3 separate regions of the Mus musculus genome follow, and regions 1 and 2 are each linked to region 3. A link is a contact called in public promoter capture Hi-C data. All regions are on one chromosome and are shown on one strand. Each heading gives the region's core, a stretch centred on a gene start, on an enhancer-like site or on the middle of the called end of the contact. The rest is flanking DNA. Distances are from core to core; before and after follow the strand shown. Region 1 overlaps Pkib (protein kinase inhibitor beta, cAMP dependent, testis specific). Region 2 has its middle 44 kb from the start of 4930467K11Rik. Region 3 holds the start of Gcc2 (GRIP and coiled-coil domain containing 2).

What was found. Promoter capture Hi-C pulls out the DNA fragments that hold promoters and counts their contacts.
Region 1: a contact with region 3 is called in a promoter capture Hi-C map of macrophages, with 6 read pairs. The contact joins the enhancer-like site here to the promoter of Gcc2 in region 3. A contact is called at or near these places in 10 of 39 promoter capture datasets (the HPC-7 cell line, cranial neural crest, embryonic stem cells and 7 more), 3 of 484 Hi-C or Micro-C datasets (cortical neurons, macrophages and stem cell-derived neural stem cells), 1 of 115 datasets of contacts at active chromatin or transcription factors (bone marrow-derived dendritic cells) and 1 of 9 other capture datasets (macrophages).
Region 2: a contact with region 3 is called in a promoter capture Hi-C map of second pharyngeal arch cranial neural crest. The contact joins the enhancer-like site here to the promoter of Gcc2 in region 3. A contact is called at or near these places in 18 of 39 promoter capture datasets (3T3-L1-derived adipocytes, the C10 cell line, the HPC-7 cell line and 11 more), 1 of 15 datasets of contacts at CTCF or cohesin (the NIH/3T3 cell line), 3 of 484 Hi-C or Micro-C datasets (embryonic fibroblasts, embryonic stem cells and nephron progenitors), 24 of 115 datasets of contacts at active chromatin or transcription factors (PVALB interneurons, astrocytes, bone marrow-derived dendritic cells and 10 more) and 3 of 9 other capture datasets (embryonic stem cells, liver and macrophages).

Annotation. Positions count from the first base shown.
Region 1 is chr10:57,724,588-57,729,711 of GRCm38.p6, forward strand. It overlaps Pkib (protein kinase inhibitor beta, cAMP dependent, testis specific), which reads left to right. Exons shown (of 5, transcript NM_001039051.2): 4 at 3,503-3,679. The coding sequence starts at 3,511. Among named protein-coding and RNA genes, the nearest start is that of Fabp7, 58 kb to the right of the region's middle. Within about 2 kb of position 3,319, at least 95 of the 459 cell types and tissues checked have an H3K27ac peak or open chromatin away from gene starts, as enhancers often do. A contact at or near this core is called in bone marrow-derived dendritic cells, macrophages, neural stem cells and 1 more, where this site is marked.
Region 2 is chr10:57,439,884-57,444,415 of GRCm38.p6, forward strand. No RefSeq gene overlaps it. Among named protein-coding and RNA genes, the nearest start is that of 4930467K11Rik, 44 kb to the right of the region's middle. Within about 2 kb of position 1,423, at least 12 of the 459 cell types and tissues checked have an H3K27ac peak or open chromatin away from gene starts, as enhancers often do. A contact at or near this core is called in second pharyngeal arch cranial neural crest, where this site is marked.
Region 3 is chr10:58,253,796-58,258,710 of GRCm38.p6, forward strand. It overlaps Gcc2 (GRIP and coiled-coil domain containing 2), which reads left to right and starts at 1,731. Exons shown (of 23, transcript NM_027375.2): 1 at 1,731-1,776; 2 at 2,034-2,087; 3 at 3,025-3,109; 4 at 4,446-4,513. The coding sequence starts at 1,771.

The DNA of each region.
Region 1 (5,124 bases), core at 2,069-4,568, 530 kb before region 3:
TCAACCCTAAACCTAGGGACCAAAAACCCTGCCCATCTTTTTCCTTCCCAGCTATAGGCTGTAGGTATCTTTATTCACCAATCAGTCATAACCTGGGGGTCAAGGTTACAGAGCATCACTGGGATCTACATGTGGATTCTCTTGTTACTGGGGCAACCAGGCCTTGGAGGCTTGTATTTAGCATTACAATACATAGCAAAACCCAAACCTTTAAAAGGGCTGAGAATTCTGCTTCCACATTGATGGCTGTATCCATCTTTTAGAAACTCTCTTTTAATATTCAAGTTGAGATTTGTGTAGATAAGCATTTGGCCATGGCCATCATGTCTGAGGCAATGTTAACTGACTGGGGATAGAGTTGGGGCCTGAGGATCAATTCTGCTTTCAAGATGGTATCACCCACTCCTTCACAAGCTATAGATAAGAAACCTCAACTGAAACCAATTCCTCATGGGTAAGGGTTCTTACAAACTACCAAATATTTAAGATAATATCTGTGTCTGTCTCATACTATCTCTCTTATACACACACACACACACACACACACACACACACACAGACACACACACACAGACACACACACACACACACAATGCAAGACAGAGGGAGAATTTTAAACAGGGAAAATTCCCTGTTAAAAATCAATGAAGAACAGTAACTAAAGGAGGCATATATGCAGCTAGCTACATATATCAACAGGATTTTATAATTCTTAATAATCCATGCCGTTTTGATTTTGGTGTTAACAGGACTGTGATTCTATACAATGTTAGATTAGTGGTTATGCAGCTTTAAATCAGTCATGGAATCTCTCATTCTTGATGGCTACATCCATAAAATCTAGATCATATCTCATTGCCTTATAGAATTATAGCAAAGTTTAATGAGGTGATAGACACAAAATAGCTGTAGATATTATTGAAGAAATGCTGGTGTCTCTGTTAGGAATTTCAAGAGAACTCTAGCAAGAAGGTCCTTCTTCTGAGAATAATGAGGCAACATAGGAGGAAGGTCAGGTCAACTATAGGGAAAGGTGACAAATGATGCAAATATCACTTGTCAGTGAACTTATCACAGGAACAGAGAGAAGTTTACCCACTATCTGTCTAGATAATGCTATGAATCAGACAGGGTGATTGCCATAGCTGATTTGTAGAAGTGAAACTGTGACTTATAAATTTAAATGAGTTGTCCACTGTCACCTTGTAACTCTGTAATCAGGTGGATTCTTTTGAACTAATTAATAGTCCAGTGTTCATTATACTTCTCTGAGCCATCAATGCCCAGACACTTAGCAAGTACCAAACAGCTGAAAGTCTAATTCCAGATTGTGTCTGCAAACCTCGTATGATGCTCACAAAAGGAGACTAGCTAGCACAGTAAGAGAAGGCCTCTTTTAGGGCACTTTCAGATGACCACGAAGCTCCTGAGAACATGTGGGGCACCACAGGAATTATTACATGCCGTGAGCAAGAGCTGTGTTCCTAATTCCAGATCAGCATGTGTGCATACTCTCATTTTTTTATTATCATTTTCATAGTGGAAATCAATTGTCTATGAAAAGCTTTCCTTCAACTACTATGAGAAGGCTGGCTTGGTTTCCTCAGGCCAGAGTTTGCTATGTCATAAACACCAAAGAGGATCAAACCCATTCTTTGGTGGACACTGGGCACATTTTGCGTTCTGAGGTAATTTGTCAGAAAATTTAAACCTGTGCTTTCCCTCCGAGGAAAAAAGCCCTGCTTTTTTCGGGGGTGCGGGGGGCTCTGTTGCCACCAAAGGCCAGGTGAACTTTCCTGGTCTGGGATTGAACCCAGGCACATATCTGAGGGCTGTGCAGAACTGGCCCCATCCTTTTCCTGGACATCCATGGGAGAGCTAGCCCTGAAGGCATGGGAGTATGAGAGATGTTCCTGTTCCTCACAACTACACTAGGGAGAGTGGGCCTTGTTCCTCACCTGAGCTGCACAGTAGAGTTGACCCTAGTGATGGGGGTGCCAGCGAGCTGGCCCCAAGGGTATGAATGTAGGAGAGCTGGCACCAACGGTGTGAGTCAAGGAGAGCTGGACCAATAACTTTTCTGCCTTGAGGCAACATGGGCTAGAAAGAGATACTCTCCCCAACCCTAAGTCTTTGTCCCTTATGACTAGTGACTGGTGGGAGAGCTGGCCGTGGAGTCATGAGAAAAGAAGAGCAGAGTGGGCCCTGCTCCTCACCTGCTGCAGCACTTGGGAGAGCGGGCTCTGCACCTCATCAGGGCATCACAGAAGAGCTGGTGCCAGACATGGGGATTATAGGTGATCAGGCCCAAGGGGGTGAAGACAGGAGAGCTGGTCCTGCCTCTTGTCTTCTTGTGGTGCATGGATGAGGGAGAGATGTCCCTCACCACCTATGAGAGGTAGTTTCAGTGAACATTTGCAAGCAAAGTAGTATGGACAAAAGGGTATACTGTGGGACACACTGCGACACAGTAGAGCTTCTACAAGATGTCTTTTTCCTCTGTTGGCGGGGAAGGGTGCAAGGTTGGAGGGTGAGTATAAAGGGAGGGACAGATGAGTGGGATTGGGGTACATGATGTGAAATTCATAAAGAACCAGTAAAAAGTAAAAAAAAAAAAAAAAAAAAAAAACCAACCCTGAACACACACACACACACACACACACACACAGAGCAAGGCCTTGCTAGCACATGACCTTGCTACCTACTCAGCAAATTCAGCAAATTCCTTCTGCCATCACAACTTCTGAGTTACAGCTCAATATCAATTTTTAGGAAGACTTAGAAAAAAAAATCTTAGTTGAAAGACAGTGAGTTTAGATTTTTTTCAGGATATATAATAACTGCTACCTCCTATACAACAAATGGTTTCTGAAGAGTTGTCAGAGAAGCATTACTACTAAGGACTACTGTAAGTCATTCCTATGACTAGCAATGAACTGTGTCCACTCAAAGGCAAGCAAAACTGTGTCTAGCATAAACCTGAGCATACTGAAACCTATCTGAATCAGCACAAATGACGTCACAACTGTGGAGGGGAAAGCCTCAGACATAAAATAGGGTTTATTTCTAAAGAATAAGGAAACGTGCTTTGTTTATTCCCCACAATTACAGTGATTTGGTTTCAGCTCAAATAAGTACCACAAACAAATACTCTGGGAGTGGCCACTCCAGTCTGTCGCATTGGTTGCCAAACCCCGGGTTGGCTGATTCTTTCATAGAAAAAGCAGAACAAAAAATGTTCAGGCCTACTACACCCTCAAGCGTTCAAGTGTTGCTTTGGGATCCGGGGTTATTTATAGCAATCTGGTTCACAGAAGTACTTCCTGCCCTATTCAGCAAATGCTCACGTGGGCATCTTAGAGCCAAGGCACAGACACTGCTATTGTGCCACCCGAGATCAGCTCTCCAAGCCTGTAGCGGTTTTGATGTAGCCATTGGTCTTTGAGGTGACCCTTTTTACTTCTGAATAGCACATTTTTTAATGTGTACATTCTATCTATAGATTCTGTGATGAGGACAGATTCATCAGAGATGACTGATGTGGAATCTGTGATCACCAGCTTTGCGTCCTCAGCAAGGGCAGGCCGCCGCAATGCCTTACCCGACATCCAGAGTTCACTGGCTACAAGTGGATCCTCTGATCTTCCACTGAAACTGGAAGCGTTGGCCGTGAAGGAAGGTAAAACTCCTAATTCCTGGAAATAAAACCCTCGCTTTGTCTCTCTTTTTCAATCTTTTTCTCTGGAGCAGCCTTTTAACTAGTTATAGCCGATCGCTTTTCTTCTTGACCAAAAGCTCTCAGGTTCAAGTGCATTTCTATGCCTTTCTGAAACTAGGCAATTTCATGTCCTAAGGGTGAACATAAAAATTGGTGCTCTGTCTATTGGATGTGCATGATCACATGATAGGATTCTAGGTTCCACCTCCAGTACAGAATTAATTAGGTGGCCATGACTATTAATCCTTGCATTGGATCTGAGTACTGAGACTCATAATAGCTCATTACCTGTCTCAATCTGCCAGTTATAGTTTGAGAACCTAATACAGAAGCTAGTGCCCTCTGTATCTTCTAACATTACAAGAGGCAGTGGGAGGCGATCCCAGTCACAAGGTATCCTTTCTTACTTCTATCATTGCTATGTTGCCTACCATTCAATTTCATGACTGCTAAATGCAAAGAACTCCAGTGATGAGTAGGGCAGATGTAAACTCCTACTGTCACAGATTTTTATAGTACAACAAGAGTGCTAGATTTTTAATGAATAAATATATAGTCTAAGAATGCTATGCTTTATCAGAAAACTGGAATGGGTGCTTTGTAGAAAGTTCATCAGTGACTACAGTACAGTAGAAATCAGAGCACCCATCACTGAAATCAGAATAACTTGTAAGGCAGAGGCAGGAGGATTGCTATTAGATGGTTGCTACCCTGGAATACACAGTGTAACATATATTTTATTCTCCTGTATAATTGTCATCTGGGATGCTTACTGTCTCAGTCTGCTAACCTAGGCCTAGTCCTGGAAGTTTCTAGCCTCTGTACAATCTTATCTAGAATGTTTTCAGCCTCTGAGACTTACTGCTGAATAAGCTTACCCTTTCTAGTTCTTTTTGAGCTCTGGCTGGTTCAACTCAACTGTTCAGGCTCAAACTCCTCTCCTAGTCTGGCTTCTCTTGTTTTCTCCAGAATTGCTGTTTGGACTGAAACTAACTCTAGCAATCTTTTTTAGCCTTCTCCATCCTTCTCATTCTCTTGCTCATTCTGTCTTTACCTGTGTCCAGCTTGTTCTTTCTTCAATTTGTCTCTGTAAAACTATCCTGGTAAAATTAGCCTCCTTTTCCCTCTCTGTGCTGCTCTACTCTCCCTCTCAACTGTACTGTACAGCTCTCCAGGAACTCTACTGTATTCCTGCTCTGTACTCCCTTCCTCCTGTACTGTCCGTCTCTCCCTTAAGTTGCTTCCTTTTCCTTCCTCTTCTCCTGAGAGTTGGGCATATTCTATTCTGTCAAATCTTTCTCTGATTCATCACTTTGTCTGCTACTCAATTAGACATCACATTCAAATGTGGGTGCTTGCTTTCTTTATGAAGTAACTTTACCTTCATTGCTTAGAATTAAATGTGT
Region 2 (4,532 bases), core at 173-2,672, 810 kb before region 3:
CATTTGAAATGTAAGTGAAGAAAATATCTAATTAAAAAAGTAAAAAACAAAAAATAAGAAAAAAGAAAAGAATATTGCAATGCTGAAAAAAAAAGAAACTGAGGAAATCCAAAATATCATCAGATCCTACTACAAAAGCCTGTTGCCAACAAAACTGGACAATCTGGATGAAATGGACAATTTTCTAGACAGATGCCAGGTAACAAAGTTAAATCAGGATCAGATAAACAATCTAACAGTCCCTTATCCCCTAAAGAAATAGAAACAGTCATATAAAGTTTGCGTGTCCAACTTTATATGCCCCAGTACAGGGGAACGCCAGGGCCAAAAAGGGGGAGTGGGTGGGTAGAGGAGTGGGGGTGGGTGGGTATGGGGGACTTTTGGTATAGCATTGGAAATGTAAATGAGCTAAATACCTAATAAAAAATGGAAAAAAAAAAGAAATAGAAACAGTCATTACTAGTCTCCCAACCAAAACAAGAAACAAAAAAACAAAAAACAAAACTTTGATTTTACAGGGAAAAAAAGAGGCAAACTCTCTTAGTAGTGGTTAAATTATCATAAATTAGACTGTAAAATATTTATTACTCAGTGAATAATAAAGAGCATATGATGGCTTCTTTCACATGTCAATTTCACCACCTAAGTTATAAAGATGTTATATTGTGGGTGAGTCTGTGACTGTGTTTCCAGAGATTAGGATTTTAGAATTTGAATCAGATGACTTCATAAAAAGATCCAGCCAGTGTGAGTGGGTCCAGCATTCTGAATGGCTGAATGCAACAAAAGAGAGAAGGGACTGAGTCTACTCTCTTCCTGAGATGGGACATTTGGTCATCTTCTCCTGGCCCTGCCATTATTGCTCCGGTTATCAGACCCTCAAGCTTGACCTAGAATTAACTTCCATCAGTTCCAGAGTTCTTTGGTCCTCAAAAACCCAGACTGTGGAATTTTAACTGAATTTTACCATCACTGGTTCTCCAGCTTATTGACAGAAAGTGATGAGACTTCTCAGGTTGTTTATGTACTTTTGGTTCTGTTCTATAAAGAGAAGAAAAGGGAAATAGTCGGAGCTATAGGAAACAGTTACAAAATATAATAAGGGGTAGTATTCAGAATATATAAATAGCACACAGAACTCAATAAGAAAATCACAACTATCTCATTGGAAAATAGATAGACTTTTAAAGTCACCTCACATAGGAAGATAAGCAAAAGATTAGTAAACATATGAAAATGTGCTTACTTCCATTTATTATCTAAAAATGAAACTGAACTACAGTGAGCCAGAGCTTGGTGATACATGTAGTCCTAGCATTCCAGAGGCAAAGGCAGAAGGGCAGCTGTAAGCTCCACACTACCCTGATCTACATAGTGATTTCCAGCCATCTGGGGCTACATAAAGAGACACTGTGTTATGTGATAGTTACCTGCTGACTTGATTTGGATCTGGAATCACTTAAAGACAAGCTAAACAGCACATCTACAGAGGGTTGTGGTCTGAGTTCATTAAGGTGGAAAGACTCACAGTAAAAATGGGCAGTGGCAATCTCTGGGTTTGAGTCCATAAATATATATAAAAGAGAACGTAAACTGATTCATGACTGAAGATGCAGTGTGGCCAGGTCCCTCTAACTCATGCCCCTGTGACCTCTGTGTTATCATGGCCTACAACATGCACCTGTGAGCCACAGTACACCCTTCCTTATATTGCATTTGTCCAGCTATTTTTATCACAGTAACAGGAAAAAATAAAAAAATTGTTTCAAAAATTAAAAAAACAAACAAAAACTCAAATAAATATAAGTACAATGAAATGACATACATGTAGTAACAAAGTCAAACTTTAATAAAATTAACATATAAAATTTAGTAAATATGTAAATGTCAAGGTATGTGTAACATACGAAGCATTCATAGCATGTACTGCTAATTGTTTCCTGCTTCAGAGATGGTGGGACCCGGGATAAAGAAACAGATAAATTAGGCAGGCTGATGTCCCGTGAACCAGCCAATCTTATTAAGCATCAGACAGTTTGTACTCTGATGATTAAGAGGAGTCATTGAGCAAAGTGTACCATCTCAGGGACAAGTTGCACGTGGCAGCCAAGCCACACGTGGCAAAAACATGCTTTCCGATAGAGGTATGTATCCTGGGAGCTTAACTATGGCTCAGGAGAAAGGCTATTGGGTTTCATCCTCTTTATCTCCCTTGGTCCATATCTAATTATCAGCCCACAGCCTGTTCACTTTTCTTTAAAATTTCACCTTAGTTAAGCAGTATTAGAAGTCATGTTTTCTGCAGAAGGAGTCTCAACTCTGTTAGCAGCTGGTTTCCCATGGGGTTCTCTCATTTGTTCATCTAGTGAGACAAAGCACTGGCCCTTCCTTCTAGAAGAATGTTAGTAAAGACAGTGTGTCCTTCGTGAGCAGAGGGCCTGACATGTGCTCCGGGGTGTGGAAGATATAGATATCATCTTCCTCTGAAGCAATAATGGCTGATACTTCCCACCATACTCCTTTTGAATAGAGTAAGACCTAAACAGGAGCTAGCTCACCAAGGGTGGTAAGGAAAGGGAGCCCACGGTGAAAACTGCAGGTTAGTTGCAAAGGTGAAATGGGTGCTAGAGTAGCACAAAATGTTAAAGCTGAAATAAGGATGAGAAGACTGAAGATAAGTAAGAGAGAGTGCTTGCACTTAGATATGAGCAGACTGGCTGAGAGATAAGAAGGATTGGAGCTCTAGGAAGTGAGGTCAATGTTAGTAGCTGGCAGGCACTCCTGCAGCCCTAGGAACATATGCAAGGCACTGTTCTGCTCCTATATATCCTTGCTTCTAATTCTGATGTAATTAAATGGAACCAATTAAACTGTGGGTATGGACGGCCTCTAACAAATTTCTACCTGTCTCACTCACCCCAAGACCATCCCACAGACAAGGAACTAGACATGAGGTGACCAAAAGGACTGTCAACTAAATGTAGCTATGAACGTGTTAACCCACTGCACACACACATCCTAATAAAATGAGAAGCTGATTGTGTAAATGAGAGAACAAAGAATGGATAGTCAACACTCAGAAATACCCTGTCAAGGTCTATGGTGGGAACAATACCCAGGAATAACAGATAACAGTCAAGGTCAGAAGTCAAGGTCAGAAGCTAACAAGGCACTCGTCAGAGAGAGACTGAGGAGACTTCAGCCTCCCTAGCTGGAAGACAGTCAGCTGGCAAACAGAGAACCAACATCTCCTCCTAATGTTTACATTCACTGTCTGTTCTCTCTGATGTCTGTATTTTCAATCTTCGTCAGAGTAAAACCACAAACTTGAGAGCCACTATCTTGAGATGAATTTTGATGGATATTGAGTGTCTGACACTGTAAGTCACCGGGTCACATGCATCTTAAGGGAGACAGGACTGTCACGCTTAAAACTCTGTAACAACACCTACTGTATATACAAGCATCATCTGGCCCTCTGTGTAAAACTCTAAATGATTAGGACACAGGAGCACTAGACCAATAATTTACATACATACTTTGCATCCTGGTATTCTTGTTGTAGAGCACTGAGCTCATACTGCAGTTCCCAATTTGATGCTAGCTCCCTTGAAATTAGGGACCTCATTTTTAGCTAGAAAATAGAGTAAATTCCCAGTTTTTTAAAATTTAAATTTGAGGGGAAGTTTTTGAAACACCATTGTTCAAGCTCTGTCAGTATCAGTGAACTCCGAATCTCTGGCAGAAAACCTTGGCATTGGTTCTTTTAAAAGCCCTCAGGCAATTCTAGGGGTCAGCCCTGTTACAGGAGCCCACAGAGTAGAGGCAGCCATATACAGCAGCCCACAGAAAGAGTTTGGATCTGAAACTCTCAAATCTGACTGAAGCTTATTTTTCAAGTTTCTTTTCTTGGAAAAAAATAAAAACAAGAAAAGAAATCAACTAAGAAAGAGAAACATTTCCACCAAAAAGCAACTCAAATGTAGAAGACAAGGTAGACAGACAAAGGGTGGGGAGAGCGGTACTCAGCCTCCCTAATACTGCAACCCTTAAATCCAGTTCCACATGTTGTGGTGACCCCCATGCAGGACAATTCTTCGTTGCTGCTTTATAACTGTAATTTTGCTACTGTTACAAATCATAATGTAAATGTATGATATTCATGATACCTGATATGTGATCCTCAAGGGGGTTACAACCCACATTAATAACAGAAAAAAAAAATGTGGCACGATCTTAGAAGACAGAAGAGAAATTTCTTCAAGGTGTTCAGATTCCTGTAAACTGTGAAGGGTAACTTCTCCAGCTGCAAACACAGAATTTCTTGTCACAGTAGTTTGAGAAGAGCAGCTTGCAGTTCCAACAGGAATAAATAAAATTTAAATGAGCATAGGTTGGAGATGTCTGTATAGTCCAAGAACTTCAGGGTGAGTGTCATAGTACCCAGAGCCCTGGAAGCATATGCCAGAGCAAAGATGGAATTGGAGATAAAATGAGGTCAAAGCAAAGGCGGAACATGAAAATAGATCCAG
Region 3 (4,915 bases), core at 481-2,980:
AGGGTACTGAAGCTGTTCTTATTTCAAGGGGTAAACAATTGTACTCTCTTTTGGGAATAGTTTACTCTTCAGCTCTTTTCAAGAACCTAATGCTTTTTACCTTGGGCTATTTTGCTGTTCTCCTTTCTCTGAATACAAAGTTAGGAGACCAGCATGATACAAATCATGATGTTTCAGTCAGAGGGCAATTTAAGATTTAAAAAAAAAATGTATCTACAGGAAAATCCCACCTCTAGACCCAGCTTCTCACTGAATTTAAATAGTGCAAGAAACCTGACGAACAGAAGGAATTTGGTCCACCACTGTAAAACTGAAAAAAATAACTGTTCCTGAAGGATCAGAGAAATAAGAGAGAAGGCACACAGCCGCTTGCTGGGCTGTGTATTGGGACTGAGGACTGACAGGGGGTAATGATTTTCTCCCCTCACGGTATTACCAGGGAATTTGATGTCTTTATATTTTGTAAAGGTCATGCCATATGACTTCCAGAAGCCATGATCAAAACCAACAAAAACACCTGGCTTTTCCCATACGGAACTTGGAAAACGCTCTGGCTCTACTTGGGGGTGAGGGCCCAACTGCTTGAAGGCCTATACCTGCAATTAGTGTATGTCTACACCTGGAAGTAGACAACCTGAAAAACCTGCTGAAAAACACCCTCTCACCTATGAAAATACAACATGTTAATTAATATTCGCCACCAGCGGCCACTTGCTCTGTCCTCTAGTTTATGTTTAGGCCAGGCTTAACTATAGAAAAATATCAGGCATTATTTTAGGGTCTAGGTCAGTCTAAACGTGTTCTATTAGACAATAACAACGAAAATCTATATTGTAGTATCTTCCTTCTCTAGAGTCCTCTGGGGTTTGGATTGGTTTTATCTTCCTTATCTTGCCTTCATCCCCTTGTGAGCAACTACAAGGAAAAAGAAGGCCTGCAGGACTCTTGACAGAACCTGGAATCTCTTTACCCTGTCTTCTCTCATTCGTAACCACAAGGGAGGGCCCTCATCAGACTAGTCACGTGTACCTTCCCACACTGTGACCTCGATGGGTTCTTTGAAGTGAATGCTGGAATTCAGTCTGAGTTATCCTTTTTTATGCAACCAGGGTTACCAGTCTGTGGAATGCTGCCACCCACAGTTACTGGGGGTCTCCATAGCTCAAGTAATCTAATCTAGATAAATTTCACATACATGTCTAGAGGCTCTCTCCTAGATGATTCTAGATCCTTTCAAGTTGACAATATAAACAACACGAGAAGCACCTCAGCCGGCAAATTAATATTTAGCAATACAGAGACAGCATGCCAGCATTTTGAAACTCCTGAGAAAGTAACGGATTCAGTAATTTATTCCTTATTACTACTCACAGAGGAACCTATTTTGAACATGACAGAATTAAAGTCACCTATAAAACTATTTGTTTCACATATGCCTGCTAGTCGGGATAGTTATATTTGTAAAGCACATCTTTAAAAATTAGAAAACGAAGTGATCAAAGGAACGTGTGCTCAAACCTGTCACCTGGCACAGGGTAGTAGTGCAGGGCGACTCAGCGCGTTCCGGCACCGGCCAGGGGACCTGCGCAAAGACGACTTCCTCCCGGACACCAAGGAGGAAGCGGAAGTGCCAGCTCTGCGTAGCCTTGGAGACGCGGGGAGGCGTAGTCGCCTCGTAACGAGACCTTTGACCCGCGCTCGGCAGCCTCGGAGGCGGAGCAGCCGAGACTCCTGAAGAGGCGGTGGAGGCAGCCGCGGGTCGCAGCCGCGATGGAGGTAACGGTGGGCGTCGCGCCGCCCCGCTGGCCCGCTGTGCCGCTCGAGGGGTGGGAGGGCATGGGAGCACCCTGTCCCCGCCCTCGCGCCCAGACCCCCGCCGCGGCGCTTGGCATTGAACCTGGTGCTGGCTCCGGCCGTGGCGACGGCCCAGCTCCGGTCCCTACCGCCTAAAGGGGTCCTCCTCTGCACAGATTTGTTTGGCCGCGCCTTGTACCTGGAATTGGGATGAGCTCTTTTTATGGTTTGTTTTACAGGATTCTGCTCCAGATGCCGTAGCTGCAGCACCCTCCGGGACCCCGAAATCCAAGGTGAGGAGAGCACTCAGCCGCCTGGTTCCCTGTAGCGCATAAGGTTAATGAATCGGAAAACTTTGGCATGGGGAGAATTATTTAAAAAAAAAAAAAAAAAAAAAAAAGAACTAACCTTTCCTCAGGGAGTTTCATTTTAATTTACTTACAGATTTCCTGTTCTTTTTTAAATTTCCTGATGTGCGAGCAGTTTGTTTACTTCCTGCTCCTTGTTAGCACGATGCTGTATTTCAAACATTTAGCTAGTCTGTTTAATGAAAGTTTACACAGTGACACGAAGCCGAGGGGATTAGATAAGAGGCAGGAAGAAGCAAGGAACTATATCCTGTTGGCTCCAGCTCCAGAGTTGAGGGTGGAATAAGGTTGTTCTTACAGCACTGTGCAATGTTTTATGCTAAGTGATTCAGAAAGGTAGGGGCACAATTTATTACCAAAATGTAGTGTTTGAAGACTGATTTCTAGGCATTTGCTGAAGTAACAGATTCTTTCAGGTAAGCTTCCTGAAATACGTATCTTCCCTATTCTCATTCTGCAGATGAGGAAACGTTGTGCACAAAGATTAAGTAATTTTCAGTTAGTAAACCCTAATATTTTAGTTGAAGTCTAAATGTGACCCGATTCACCTGTGAATGTAGTTATGTTGTTAGCTTCCAACAGAATGAGTTCTACAGCTCGAGAAATCTTGAGTTCCAAGCCCTTCTTGTACAGCTAGAGAACTCAGTGTTCTCTGTAAGAGTTTTGTGCTGGGGTTTTGGTTTGATTTTCCATTCACCTAATTACTTTTAGTTATTGAAGTTACGTTTCTCAATTTAAAAAATGTGACTGGCTCAACTGTTTAGAGTGTCTCTCTTTGGTTTTCGGCAGACACTGTGTTTCTTTTGGTGGCCGTACTAAAAGCATGGGTTTTAAAACTCAATAATACGACTCCATCTTTCAGCTAGAAACGTTGCCCAGAGAAGATCTCATCAAGTTTGCCAAGAAGCAAATGATGCTCCTGCAGAAAGCCAAAGCAAGGTGTACAGGTACTGGGTTTAAATCAGAGCTTTTCAGTAGACCACCATGCCTAGCCCTGCAGTTGCCTTTGAATAAGTAAAGGAACAAATGAATTTTTAATTCAGTGTGTGTGTGCGCGCGTGTTTTGCCTATATGTATGTCTTTGTTAGAGTTTTGGATTCCCTGGAACTGTAGTTACAGTTGTGAGCCACCATGTGGGTTCTGGAAATTGAAGCCAGGTCCTCTGGAAGAGCAGCCAGTGTTCTTAACCACTGAGCCACCTCTCCACCCCAAGAGGAATATCTTTTTTTTTGAGGGGGGTGGGGGTGGGGGTTCGAGACAGGGTTTCTCTGTGTATCCCTGGCTGTCCTGGAACTCACTCTGTAAACCAGGCTGGCCTCGAACTCAGAAATCCGCCTGCCTCTGCCTCCCAAGTGCTGGAATTTAAAGGCGTGCACCACCACCATCCGGCTGGAATATCTTTTTAATAGTAAAATGAAACCCTTTTTTACTTCGTATGAGTTGTAAATTTTTCTAAATTAAATATGTCTTTTAGAGAAATCAGCTGAAATGTAAAAGGCACAAGGTGTAATCCTCCAGACATTCTGGGAAGTTGGAAGTATAGGCACATGCTGGAGTTGGTCGATGCCCCATTTAAGAACTCTTGAATTCTCATTAACTTAAAATTTTAAACGCCAAGGGTTTGTTCTTCTTGTTGTTTTCCTAACCAGAACAGATAGAGTTTATTTTTAGAAATTGAAACAGTTTGTACTCAAGTAATTTATTTGGGGAGATGACCTAAGCTTTGGAACTAGACCTGTATTGATGAAATAGATTAATACACGTGTTTGATAGAAATTTAGTTATTGCTTTGAGATTATACAGCAAATATTTACAACAAAAATAATAGAATGTATGGGACATGCTTCCAAGTTTTCAGGGTAGTTTGTCATAGGGGTGCACACACCTGGTTTCTGATTTTCTAGCGGCTAAGACAGAAGCATCCGTTGAGCCCAGGATTTCAACACCAGCTTGGGCAACATAGCAAGCCCTCTACGTCTATGTGGACGGATAAGGAAAGACAGGAAAGGAAGAAGACGTGAGTACAGCTTCAGATGAAGCGCAGGTACTCATGTGCACTAAAGCAGGGGAGTGGGAAGGTAGGCCGCTCTTCCAAAGGAAGTTGTTCATAGTAAGCGGGAGAAGAAAAACGACTGCTGCTGTTTGGATGGAGTTCCCATTTCTCTGAGTACTCACTTCTTAAATCCATTCTAATTTATAGGCTTGGGATTCTCAGCATGTACTTGTCAGTTTAGGAGTAATTATTTTCTTGATTTTTGACCTGGAATCTCTTTTATTATTTAGAATTAGACAAAGAAGTTGAAGAACTCAAATCAAAACCTGTTGATGGAGGAACTGATGATATTATTAAGGTAATGAGGCAATTTTTGTTTACTTATAGGAAATGCCCAGTAATAGATAAAATCTTTGTGAGGACTGTCTCCCTGCTGCAGACACTCTTGCTCTTCGTTTGATCTCCTCATCACTGGCCTTGGTTTAGCCTACTAGTTGTTTAACTCAGAGTGAAGGGGACATGACTCACTTCAAACAAAGAGTCGGCAGTCCTCCCTGACTGTCGTTAGTACTAAAGTACCTTTCCTGCTCTGATCTCCCTAGAAAACTTGGCCATATGTAGCACTTCCATCACATGCAGATAGATTTATACTTGGCTGCCGACCCACATTTGATAGCTTCCATTCTAGCCTCCTCAGGCAGTGTGGGGGATGGTAACACATTCCCTTTGTAATCTCAACTAACCTTGCCAGGTCCCTACC